3 separate regions of the Mus musculus genome follow, and all the other regions are linked to region 2. Evidence: chromatin contacts called from public targeted proximity ligation data. All regions are on one chromosome and are shown on one strand. The core of a region is the stretch at or near the end of the contact, and the rest is flanking DNA. Distances in the headings are between cores, read along the strand shown.

Evidence for each region.
Region 1: a targeted proximity ligation map of pancreatic cancer cells shows a contact between it and region 2. A contact is called at or near these places in 1 of 484 Hi-C or Micro-C datasets (cortical neurons), 2 of 130 datasets of targeted methods (the NIH/3T3 cell line and pancreatic cancer cells) and 1 of 9 other capture datasets (adipose tissue).
Region 3: a targeted proximity ligation map of pancreatic cancer cells shows a contact between it and region 2. A contact is called at or near these places in 2 of 484 Hi-C or Micro-C datasets (cortical neurons and nephron progenitors), 10 of 130 datasets of targeted methods (embryonic basal ganglia, embryonic stem cells, kidney and 1 more) and 1 of 9 other capture datasets (embryonic stem cells).

What each region holds. Positions count from the first base shown.
Region 1 is chr19:28,296,696-28,300,919 of GRCm38.p6, reverse strand. It overlaps Glis3 (GLIS family zinc finger 3), which reads left to right. Exons shown (of 11, transcript NM_175459.6): 8 at 1,974-2,142. Among named protein-coding and RNA genes, the nearest start is that of Gm35866, 65 kb to the left of the region's middle.
Region 2 is chr19:28,567,249-28,571,557 of GRCm38.p6, reverse strand. All of the region lies in intron 2 of Glis3 (GLIS family zinc finger 3), which reads left to right. Among named protein-coding and RNA genes, the nearest start is that of D930032P07Rik, 110 kb to the left of the region's middle.
Region 3 is chr19:28,174,196-28,178,575 of GRCm38.p6, reverse strand. No RefSeq gene overlaps it. Among named protein-coding and RNA genes, the nearest start is that of Rfx3, 170 kb to the right of the region's middle.

The DNA.
Region 1 (4,224 bases), core at 445-2,944, 270 kb after region 2:
GTCTAGCTATGTAATTGTATCTACTGTCAAATCCAACTCAAGCAGTTACTATAAACTTTTGGGAAACACCCTATTTTCTGTTGAACCATATCGAAAACTTCGCATGTGCAACCAAGTTGCCCTGTTGCCCACGAGGTTATAAACAGTAAGGGCAGCACTTCCCTTGTAATAAATGTAAGCACATACAAACAAAAATATCTCTAGGCATGAATAAGCGATGGGTATGTTCAGCCACAATTACAAAATAAAAGAAAGCTGTTGTCTCTATACCTAAAGCAGAGTTTCTTAAAGGTAGCTGTGTTTCACGGTCAGGTTTCTGTGACCTATTATCCCGTTCATTTTTAGAGCACTATTTAAAACCCAGGCTTCATGCTGACAAACACCAGTGTTGAAACTAACTATTGCTACAGCCCATCCAAGCAACCTTCTCCCTTGGGCCACATTATTATGGGGAATACAGGCAGAATTGTGGTTCCCTGAGCCAGCAGGGCACAAATGAGGGCAGTGATTCATAAGGTGACTCCAGCGAGTTTGCAGACGCGTCACTTTCATGGAAGCTGACGTGCACAAGAGAAGCCTGGGCTTGACTTTTTGAACCGGTAAGCACTTTCTGGCCTCGCTGCCACTTGAGGACTTAGAGGACTGTGGAAGGTTGAAGGTTTCTGAGGATAGGAGTGAACCTGACAGGATGCTGATTTACCAAAAATAAACCCTTCAAATGAGATCACACCCATGTCAGTAGCTTTTTGAGCGGGAAGATGGTAATTTTGCCTCTTCACAGGCTCCTGTAAGTCCTTGAACTCCGATGCCATTGGATCAGTCCTTTGGGGGCTGGGTCATCTGGGGTCTTAATTCTATCCTGGTGAGGTTGGGTGAAAGTGATACTGGTCTAAAAATACAACTCCCTGAACTCTTCAACCTTCAGATCTTTTTGATAATATGACTTTCTTAATCCTGAACTTGATTTCTTTAATTAAAAAAAAATCCACTTGTTCTTTGATATTAGTAAAGCTTAAAAGGGGCAGAAATGGGCATAGAACAGAGTTGTATACCAAGAAGGAAGTGAAGGGCATCACTGGTAATCTTGTCGCCTGATTACAGCCTAATGAGATGTCTGCCAAGTAGGTCCCCCACAGTAAGGGTCCTTCCTCTCTGATACAAGTGACTTTGGAAGTGACAAGCCTCAGCTATCAGGCAACGTCTTACCAATTAGCTCATGTAAATGGGCACACAGGAAAGTGTGACGTCCTTTCCAGTGCTCAAAGGTGAGGCTGCCCCAAGAACGAGGCTCTGAGTCACCCTCCGTGTGTGAGGGACAGTGGTGGGAACAGAGCCAGAGCTATGTATGAGGGCCTCTTTGGAATGAGAGCGAGGGTTCATCACAGCATCATGGAAATGTCTGCAGTCTCTCTCTCTCTCAGGCTCTTAGTTCAGAGTCCAGGACCCTGTGTTGGCTGCAGTCAGGTGGTTTCTGTTGTCTTTGTGCTGACGTGTGGCAATGGCAGAGAAAGCCGAGGCCTGGCCCACAGCATCTTGCTGCACAGCGAGAAGAGGTAGAAGGGCCATGCCGAGCGCCTTGCAAGTCAGCTGACTGAACATGCCATTATGCAACGAACATCCTCTGTGACTGAAGAGCACACAGAAACCTTTGCTCAGAAGCAAACAGCACAAGATTAATTGTAATGACCAGATAGGGAGCTGGCAAGGGCACACAGCACTTCAGAGGCCAAGGTGAACCTGGGGCAAGTTCAGACGGAGCTCCCGAGATGGCGGTGAAGGCACAAGAGCCAGGGAACCTGTTCCACCATAGAAACAAAAGCTGTGTGTATCCAGGAAGGGGAGAACTGTTCCCAAAAAGGCACTCAGAGAAAAACAAACAAGCCCCTGAAATATGCTCGCTGTCAGCTTTGGTGTTTAAAATGTGGGCCCCCTTCAGGGCACCAGCTCATGCTGCCTCTCTCTTGATTTTTCAGCTCCCATTTTCGCCAGCAATCATTCAACTCGAAGTGGAACAGCTGCTGGGGCTGGGCCACCCCCACATCCTGTCAGTCACCCTTCTCCAGGACATAATGTACAGGGGAGCCCCCACAACCCCTCCTCCCAGTTACCTCCACTCACAGCTGTGGACGCAGGCGCTGAGAGGTAAGGCCATCTGTCGCTCTCTCATAATAGGTGTCGCCGCCAAGCCTCCCTCTACCGAGAAGAGCTCTGACAGTTGCTGAATTTTATTAATAATCTGTTGGTGGGTTGAGTTACCCAGGGGTGACATTTTAAAAGTAACATACACCAAGTATGTGGACCAAATATCTCATTATCTGTTACATTTTATATATATGTGTGTGTGTAATAAATGAAATGATACCGGCAGTGGACAGCTCAGGTGTCAGGACCTGGAAACTGTATCGCAATGACCAACAGTTGCCACCTCTCTCCATCTTGCTTTGGGGCTCAGTTACCAGTGAGTTGAGGAGTTCTCTGGATAGGAATGGTACCATAGTTTCACAGATAGCAATGCAAGTTTGTGTGCTGGGCGTGTTTCTGTTATTGACAGAATGACTGGGCACAAAAAAGAAGAAAGTTGGTCTTGGCTCATGGTTTCAGAGAACTCAGCCTATAGTCACTGGATGCTGCTTTGGGCTCATCAGGTGGGAACATGTGACAGAGGGGGCCTCTTCACCTCCTGATGCCTAGGAAGTAGAGAGACAGAAAAGGACAATATTCCCAATTGCCCCTAAAGTCCCTCCACTAGGCCCCACTTCCTCAGAGCACTTCAAGGAGGTGCCAGGGCAGTGCCTCAACACACAGGCCATGGGCAGTAGTTCATTTCCCAACTGGAGCACGATGGGAAAAGATTATAAGGTGACAGAAGATGTTATGTGACTGATCAGAAAGCGACTGTTCACGCAATGCCTTTGGTTGGTATAAGGAATTTCTGTGGTTAAAGAACTCTATGTTCTGTGTTATTTTTACTTCTGAGTTCTCCAGTGGCTTTCGAGGTTTGGGTTTGAGAGTGGGTGCTCATGCCGCTGCTCTGCTCCCCACATGCATCTGTTTCTGTGAACCGCAAACCCAAACAGCTTCTCAGTGAGCAAAAGGAAGGGCTGTATAGGCATCAAGAGAAAGGGATGTTTCTCCACATAGGTGAAGGGGAAGAGCATCCCAGACAGTAAGGATGCTGGCTGGATATGGAAGAGATGAGGGCACACAGCGAGCACAAAGTCTTGGCCCTTCAGGGTAAAAGCGTGCCGGATGCAAATGGATAAATGGTTGGGTGATAACAGGCTGGCTTCAGTAGAGCCTGGTGTTTTTAAACTGAGGAGTTGGCCCTATCCTACTGGAAGCCAATAACCATTGTTAGGAGAAATACAGAATTAGATTGACATGCGAGAGGGAGGAGTCTGCATAGGAAAGGCATTTGCAGTTGGGGTGGGAGATGAGGGAGGTTCAGAGTGAAGCTGCTGTAGGGTTCCTCATGAACACCATAGAGCCTGGAAGTTCGACAGAGAAGTAAGGAGAAGCCACTCAAGAGCTACATTAGGAGGCAGACTTGCTGAAGAACAGAAAGAAGGAGCCAGACCAATACCCAAGCTCTCTCTCTCTCTAGACAATGTGCCTTTTAACAAACTTTGGGAACCGAGAAAGAGTGGGGGAGGGAGGGAGGGAGGGAGGAAGGGAGGGAGGGAGGGAGAGAGAGAGAGAGAGAGAGAGAGAGAGAGAGAGCGCGAGAGAGAGATTTTGTGAGGTGGTAAAAGATCCATATGGATGTAAGGGATCATTAGAATGTGAATCAAAAGGTAAGAATTATTTCAACAGTCCTGTGTACATGGTAAAGTGTAGACTCCCTTTGAAGGACCTAAGAAATACCATGTCAGTGGTCACCACCTCTTACAGTCATGCCCACTGGAGACAGGAAGTCTATCCTTCCAGGTTCTAATGCATTCAGGAAACTGAGAGGAGTTTGTCCCTTTTAGCCTTTGTACAGTTTGCAGGTGGCCAAAAAAACAAAACAAAACAAAAAAAACAAAAAACAAAAAAACCAAAACAACACAGTGTTCAGCATAGCATACAGTAGGCCGCACATGGCTTCCTAGGCAATCACGTGGTACCTTAGTGTGACTGACAGATTACAGTTGGAATCACTTGAAGAGTGCACAGTGATCAGTAATGTAAGTGACCATGGAGGGAGAAAGGAGGAAGAGGATGGGAAGACAGAAGCTCCGTGGG
Region 2 (4,309 bases), core at 223-2,722:
CCACTGTGTTCCAGTCACTTCTCAGCTGAAGGCTTTTTGCTTCCCATTTCCCTGTATCTAATCCAGGCCTCTTACACAGCAGTCACACGCTCCTTATATAGGCATGACCCAGGATGCCTCACTCTATCAAGTTCACCTTGTTTTCAAGGTGGGCCTAATATGCTACTTAAGATGTTGAGAGAAATAAAAGAGGAATAGGCGTGGGAAGGAGAGGTCTCATTGGGGAGGACTGAGACTCCATTAAAGATTGAGGAGAGGACAAAAGAGGGGAGGAGAGGAGGGGAGGGAGGACTCCTTCCCTAGGAATGTTGAGAAGAATTTATTTCCTCGCCTGGGACCAGAGTGAAGCGCGTCTTTATAGTTGCTGAAGGATGTCAGGCTTGTCAATCAAGAAAACTGGCTGAGAATTACAGCATAAATGGTCATTTTAAAAATACGATGCTGGGCTTGTGTCTCTATTCATTTGAAACAGGGTCTACTAAACTAGCTGGTCTGTGACATGCCATCTTCCTGCCTCAGCTTCTTTAGTGCTAAGATTACTGGTGTATGATACCATGCCTACACTAGCTGGGCTTGCTTTTTGAATGTATTGCTCCATCTTAAACGGAAGTGATAGATTCTGAAGTTTACTTAGGCTATCCATTATTATTGTTATTAACAATTATTATTGCTAGTAGTCTACTACTTAGTCTGGTGAGATGGCTCGAGGGTGAAGGCATTTGCTGGCCCGGGCCTTATGACCCGAGTTTCATCTCTGGAATACCTGTGGCAGAAGGAACACACTGGCTCCAGCAAATTGTCTTCTGACTTCCATATATGGGAAAAATATACATGACAAAAATTATAGAAGCAAAAGAATACATTTCTAATGTGAGGAGTAGGGAACAATGATCTGGAATAGTGGTTTTCAGAAGGGCTAGTCCATATTGTTTGGGGACGTGTGGACACAGGTGCTTAGCTTCTACCCCATCCATGGCTCAGAAACTTGAGTCCCAGCAGCCTGAGTTGATGTTTTCACAAGTTGTTCAGCATGCTTTGAAAGGCAAGGGGCGAGGAACCTTCTGAAGAAACAGCAGCTATTATAGCTAATTAAGAGCTGCAAGCCCAAGAAACCTTAGTTAACAGATTGCTAGTGGCTGATGTCTTGTTGTTTGAATCCCCCCCCAATACATACTGTATTTGAAAACAGGGCATGGTAGAAAGTGAGTATAATCCTGGCACTGGGGTTAAGGTAGGGGGACTGAGAGATCCAGGCCAAGCTGGACTTCCTGGTGAATCCAGGTCAGATGGGGCTGTGTAGCAAGACTGCCTAAAAAAACCAAATCATCATCAACAATAATGAAGCAAAATAAAAAGGCTCAGCACTGAAAACAAATGGGTGAATTATTGATCTGGGGAGAAGAAAGCTGGCAGCTTTACCACTGCACAACTGCATAGGAATCTATGCCATGACTGGGATGGGTGCCTGGGAAAGTGACTTGGCTGCTGATGAACGGGCCATGGGATGGGTCAGTGACTCCCAGGTCACCGGCTGCAGGGCTGTGCTTCTCTTGCTTTTAATCTTTTGGCAGTGACTCGATAGCATGTGACCTTGTTAGTCTCTTACTTTATATTACATTGGTTTTTCTTTTCTTTAAATAGCATTTTCCCCTTAAAAATCAATGTCTGCATGTTTACTGTAAAAGCTTTTATAATATTGAATATAGAATAAAATAAAGTGACCTGTTAGTGCATCATAGATAGGGAGATAAGAGTCATTAATAGTTTTAGACTGCGGATATGTGGGTATACATTTTGATTTTACTCTATTAAAGTTTCATATTCCTTATCCTTATAATGTGTTATAAATTTGTGTGTACTTCAGTGTTCTTTTTAAAAATAAAAATTGAAGTTCAGAAGAATTTCCAACACGTGCATTGTACTGAAGTCACAGCTTATTTAATCAAGGACTCTTAGAAATTAAAATTATATCATTGTAAGTAGCACTTAAGTGATGGTGTAAGCCTTCATTTATTTCTTCAAGATAGATTACAGAGCCGAATGAATATTCTAAATACCCTTTATCATGCTAAGAATTTCCTTCCCAATAGGTTTATATCACACATTACACTGTCAGCTCAACCTGCAGGCATAATGTTGTCTATTTTTGTCTCATCTCTTGGGTCCTTCTTTTAGGAACTGTTTAAGCCTCAAATTCTTGTCGATAGTTCTGATTTATAAAAACTCTTCATTGCTTTTATATACAATTCTACTTAATTTCCCAGTCTTATGTTAGCTTTTTAATTCTGTTTGTCACCCTGATTAAGCCAACATATTTTTTTATAGTAATAGTGTTTATTTTGTCACTGTATCGCAAAGGAAATAAAAATTCAAATGCATCTCTGTTTTTGTTGCTTTGTATTTTGCTTTTAATATTTTGCCTTTTATTTTCCTGGGGTTGTGTTTGCCAGTGATGCCAGAAGCCATGGCTCCCCACTCCCTGTGCTATTCCACAGCCAAGAAAAGAGTCTGTTTGTCTTGCCTTCTGAACCTTGGTGGGTCTTGAGACTTGTGTGGCCAGTAACAAAGCAGAAGTGAGCTTGGCTTGCTCCCTCTCCCTCTCCCTCTCCCTCTCCCTCTCCCTCTCCCTCTCCCTCTCCCTCTCCCTCTCCCTCTCCCTCTTCCCCTCCCCCTCCCCCTCCCCCTCCCCCTCCCCCCCTCGTGTGTGTGTGTGTGTGTGTGTGTGTGTGTGTGTGTGTGTGTGTGTATAAGCATACTCATCCATACTTGCATATGTGGAGGACAAAGGACAACATTAGACATCTTTCTCCATCCCTCTTCATTTTACCTGTTGAAACAGGATTTCTCATGGGATCAGAAACTCAGTGTTTTAGCTCCACTGGCTGTTCAGTGAGTCCCCCAAACTCACATGTCTCTGCTTTCTCAGTGGTCGCGTCCAGTTTTTAGATGGGTGCTGGGGCTCTGAGGTCAGATCTCAATGTTGGTACAGCAAAGGCTTTACACCCAGCCCTGCTGCTCACTTCCTGCTTCCCACTTCCATCTCTCAAGCCCCAATGGCGTGGTCCTTAACTGATATGAAAGGCTCCGCTTTCCACCTCTTGGAATGGCCACCATTCTGTGAGATGCCCAAGTCATGAGCCATGGCCCTGTGCTCCCACTGTGGCTCCAGCTGAGCCCAGTGCTGACAGCTAGCATCCTTGGCAGCATGGAGGGGAGTGGCTTTAGATATCCATCCAGCCTTCAGGTACATCTGACTGCACTGCCCTAGGAGACTCCACACAGACCATTCAATTCCGAGAGCCATAGAAAGCAATGTTATTGCTTTGAGAATGCCAAGTTACAAAATGGCTTTCTACCTCAGCAGCAGATCATCAGAAACATTTATAACGCAAATGGAAAATCAACATTCCTTTCCCACTCAGCTGTGTCACAGGTTGCCCTTTCACTTTTTATTGATCCCTTTCCTTATTAGTTTATAATGACCTCATGTGCTAATTATTATATATCTGAGGTCATGATCTTTCGAATCTGCTCTGTAATAAGTTTAACCGGTCCTTCTCAACGTCCTCTGCCACCCAGTGTACCTCCCTCCAATAAAGTATCAATAATGCAGAAGATGAAACTACAGTAAACTATAAAGTAGTTAGAAGCATCAACATTCTTTGCTATATTTATTTTTCATTCCTAGGAACATGTATGTATCTATATTTATATCTTCATGGAGACAGTGAAGCATTCTTTATATTACATGCTGTTATTGGGAATTTGGATTTTTTGAATTATATTTTTGATGTTTATAATAGATTGTATATAAGAAACTTACTGTGTATGTCACGTATGTTATGTCTTGTCATCATATTAAATTTAATTTTCTTTTATAGCACTTTTGAAATTTAATTTGATGAGAAGAGTAAATGCAGTGTTTATTTAGACATGTTTAAGCTGGGAGGGATTTGGTAACTCATTTACTTCTTTGTCTGTATGATTTAGAGAAGTTAAGTTTATACCACCCCCATTTCACATTACGTAGGGAGACTAGACATCTCCCTCTTCTCCATCCTGAATCATTTGCTGTATGCTGAGCACCTGGTCCTCCTTGATCTCTTCCAAAGATAACAGCTCTGTGCTTCACAAAGAGTCCTCCATCCCTTCTGATTTCTAGAAAGTACTTCCTGTGACTGGGCTACATTTCTGCTTTCTCAGGGTTACTGTGTCCTTCATGGTTGAGGGATACAGGAAGAACGATGGTCACCAGCTTCCTAAGTCTGACTGTTAGAGGCTCTGATGGCTGTGGAGAAATGTGTTACTT
Region 3 (4,380 bases), core at 301-2,800, 390 kb after region 2:
TGGCAAGGTCCCTATGCAAAGACTACCTAGACTAGGTGATTAAACAGACCCCAGGCAAGAAGTTGCTGGAACTATTAAATAGAAACAGGAACGTGATGCAATCCTGTTTGGCTATTGGTATGGTATGTGGAGAGCTGCGATGGAGGTGAAGACTGAAGTTGATGACAAGGGAGCACTTGAGCATTTGGGATGCTGATGACGTCATGAACCCAGATAGGAAACACAGACGGCTTGAACAGGTTTGGGGCCAGATGAGTTTCAATTGGACACGCTGAGTTTGTGGTCCTGGCAACTCTATCTCCACAGAAAGGTTGACCAGGCAGATGGATGAGCAGGTCTGTAGGAGGCACAACACCCTGCACACAGCTTCCCCATCAATGTTTATTCAATACAAAATAAACAAAGATGAAACCAGTTTCCATGTTAGCGTTCCCACAGTGATATTTACTGGTTGGGTCCTTGCCGAAGTGAGGCTTGAATATATCCAACTTAAAAATAATTGCTTGCCACTTCTGTGCCCTCCCATATGTTTCTCCTTCTACTGACTAATTCAATCTTGTTTGTAAAAAAAAAAAAATCAAAGAATTTGAGTGTTTAATACTATGACTATTCAAATACACTGCTGCCCTACCTTGACAATATTAGATACTGAAAAGATCCATTTTACCAGGCGTATTTGAAACTATGTGCAGTAGCAAAGGCCATGAACTCAGCCTTGGCATGGTATGTTTCCAGCTTCATTGTGTTAGGACTACGCTGTGTTACTGCCACCTTTGGTTCTCAGCCGTTAAAAACATTGTTGTTCTGGAATATAATTTATTCCTAGTTGACTAATTGTCAACGGGTTCCCACAAATACAGTATGTATGTGTCCAGATCCTATGTTGCATACTGTAAGATTTTAACAAATCCCAACTGGAAATACCTGCTGAACCTGAAGGTAGATAGTTGCTCACAAATCATATTTTTGCAAAGCACCCTGTAGATACAGTAATAATAATATACCCAATAATTCCCGCTATGATATTATTTCCACTTATCTACCAATCTCTGACCCTACAGGCAAGATCTCATGCATCTTGAACTTCCTCCCCTCTACCAATTCAATACCTTACATAGATGGCAACTCAAGTTAAGCATACAAAGGATATTATGGTCAAAGGTAGGGTGCGAGTGCATGTGCACACATGTATTTGTGTGTGTGTGTGTGTGTGTGTGTGTGTGTATGTGTGTGTGTATGTTTGTGTGTGTGTATTGAGAGGTCAGATCTGCTGAATTCTCATCTCTTTTCCATTTACTTTATATAGCACAGTAGGGGCTTTGCCTGGTCAATTACAAACTGTCACCAGGTAGAGGGGTAGGGGAGAGCAACGTCATTCATTTTCCCATAATAATGAAACTAAATTCTGACCATGGTATTTGTTCTTTTTCTCCTTCACACTCTGAGGGATTCTCTGCTACTTTTCGAAGTTTTCAAGAAAGAGTTCTTTTACCCCCAGCCTTCCTCATCGCAGCCAGGTGCTCACGGCACAGCCACACGGGAATCTCTGACTCATGCTTACAAAAGTGGAACTGCATAACAGGATCCATTCTGCTCTGACTAATTTCTCCTCAACACATGTTGACTCATTAGAAATTGTGAGAAGAAAGTTAGCAAAAGTCACTTTTATTGCTTCCCTTGTAGGAAAACACACACACACACACACACACACACACACACACACACACATCTTTTTTTTTTCTTCTTCATAACGAATTAATTGCACACTGGGTACCATATAATTCTACAACCCCTTCAAGGGTACCTGCTAGGGAAAATCACTCCTTTTATTGAAGTCATAAAAATGAAAACATGGGGGAAAATATTAGAATGTTATTATGGCAGGAAATAGAGGTGCTTGGGTAAGTTGAGGGGTGCCTTTGAGGAGAAATGGGAAGATGTCAGTGAGAAAAAGAGAATAACCAGGGAGAGGTGGGGCGGGAGGAGGGGTACGAGCACACCGAGGAATAAGGTTCTGAGGACCATCACCTTATCCAGGTGGCAGAGACTCTGGCCATTGGGCCTTTTTCTTGTACCTTTAATCTGTTGTCATCTGTGGCGTTTTGCTTCTAGGACAAGGGCTCCTATCTTAGGGTGAGAAATGGTTGGGGGAAGACTATGGACACGTGGCTCTCAGAGCTGCTCATCCCTTTAAAGTTCAGCTTAAACTCTATTTCCCCTAATCCCTTTCACCTTACCTTTAGGGCTCTTTCTCTTCCATAGCTCCTAATCTCTATTCTTATCTTCTCTCTCTAATATGTACTACCATATACTAAACAAACCCAAAGTTAATTGCTTAAAAAAAAAATAAAACACTTGGTGCATTTGGTCTATGGATCAGGGCTTTAAGCAGGGCTCCTCTCTGCTATGTAGCATAGCTAGAAACATTTCTACTGGGTTGGAGCACCCAATATGGCTTCATCCTTTGCCTACTGCCTCAGATATGGAAGCTGGGATAGCTAGAGGATGATTTGACATCATTGTCTAGAGGGTGGTTGAGTATTTTGGTAGAGCATCTCAGATCTCGAACAGATCTTAAAGGCTATGTAATGCAATGATACAGCCAGATTTATGTCATATCCTTTGAGCCAAAAACAAGGCAAAAAATGCTGTCTAGATTTAAAGAAACAGAAAACAGATTCTACCCTTGATACATGAGGTGGTATGCCCAGAGAGGCAAGGTGGAGTGGTGGCTTGCAATGTTCCAGTGTGTTGACTTATCATGTAATTCTTTGAAAATACCAAAAGGCAGAGCCCATGTTGGATCTTTCACTGCATCTTTCCCATAATCAGGGATCAGACGGTTTTGATAAACTAACAACAGGTCACTATGAGCTGGAGACAGTGAAGAAGTTCCCTCAACCGGCCAGTGGCTATGGAACCACATGGAATAGGCTTGATTCCCTAGTTTTGCATGTATTTAAAAATACAAACCCTCAAATGTACACCTGAGCCTGTGTTTCTCTGAAGTAAGCTCAGGTAGTCTGTCCCAGTTCAGACAGCAATAGAATGAAGGTATTACTGCTTGAATTGTAAGTGTTTACGTATGAAAGGAGAACAAGACTCTCTGAGCTTTCAGTTTAGCATTTCTTTATTCTCTTAAATAGTCAAACACATTTCAACAAACCTCCTGACACATTTGAGGCAAGGGGTATCCCAATTTCAGACACACCAGAAGAGGACATCAGATTCCATTACGATGGTTTTGAGCCACCATGTGGTTGCTGGGAATTGAACTCAGGACCTCTGGAAGGGCAGTCAGTACTTTTAACCTCTGAGCCATGTCTCTAGCCCCATCTTTGGCTTTCTTTACTCAATATTTCTGCGTGTCCTGATTCTGGCTGTCCTGTAGGTTGACTGGTTTGTGTTAGTCCTTGCACTATTCTGAAATTAACTTCCAGGCGAAACACTTTCTCTTGGAACGTAAGTTCAAAAATCAGTATAGTATAGTAACAGTATAGTAGTTTTACTCTACCACAGTGGGCAATGAAGAGACAGTGGTTTTACAACAAAATCCTATGTTTTAAGTATGTAAGTGTGTGGGAACAGCTCCACTATATAATAATGGAGAATAATAATGGAGTGAAATGCTTGCACACTTAAGATGAGGCGATAAAGTAGCATTTGGCTAGTATCACTCCATTTATTTTTTTATGTTTTAAAAATAAAATTGATGTGAATGCATAATGAAATGTGTTATATGATTTAATAGTGCCTAGTACTCAAAATATGCACGTGTTTATTTATATATATGCATACATTGTATATTCATGAATATATTCTACATATATAGTATAAAAATAGACAAATCATTCTTAATACTTACAGTCTTATGGTTCCAATCAGATGGATAATAACACATGGTAATATTCACCTAGAAAATTCAATGCATATTACAACCATGTAAAACTTCCTGGTGTTTTTATATTAAAAACAAGTAAGGATCTTCATGTGGCTCACCATAAACAACTATTTTAATTACATAATTGGCTACTCAAACTAAAAAGTCTGTGACTTGAAAATTCAATTAAGAGAGAACAATCCTTCAGTACCCAGTTCAGGACTGTCAGCCCATTGTAGGATACATGGAATTCCACCTTGATCCCACCAACCAAGTGCTCCCCAAATCATGGATATCCAGATACCATAAGACCAACACTGTAGACTTCCATAACTCCCTGTACTCGGGGCCGTGCTCCTACCAAATTTCTTACATGTATGGTTAGTTTTTAAAATGGCTCTTTTACATGATATTGTCTAACAGGCCCCCATGATGATCTCTCTCTCTCTCTCTCTCTCTCTCTCTCTCTCTCTCTCTCTCTCTCTCTCTCTCTGTCTGTC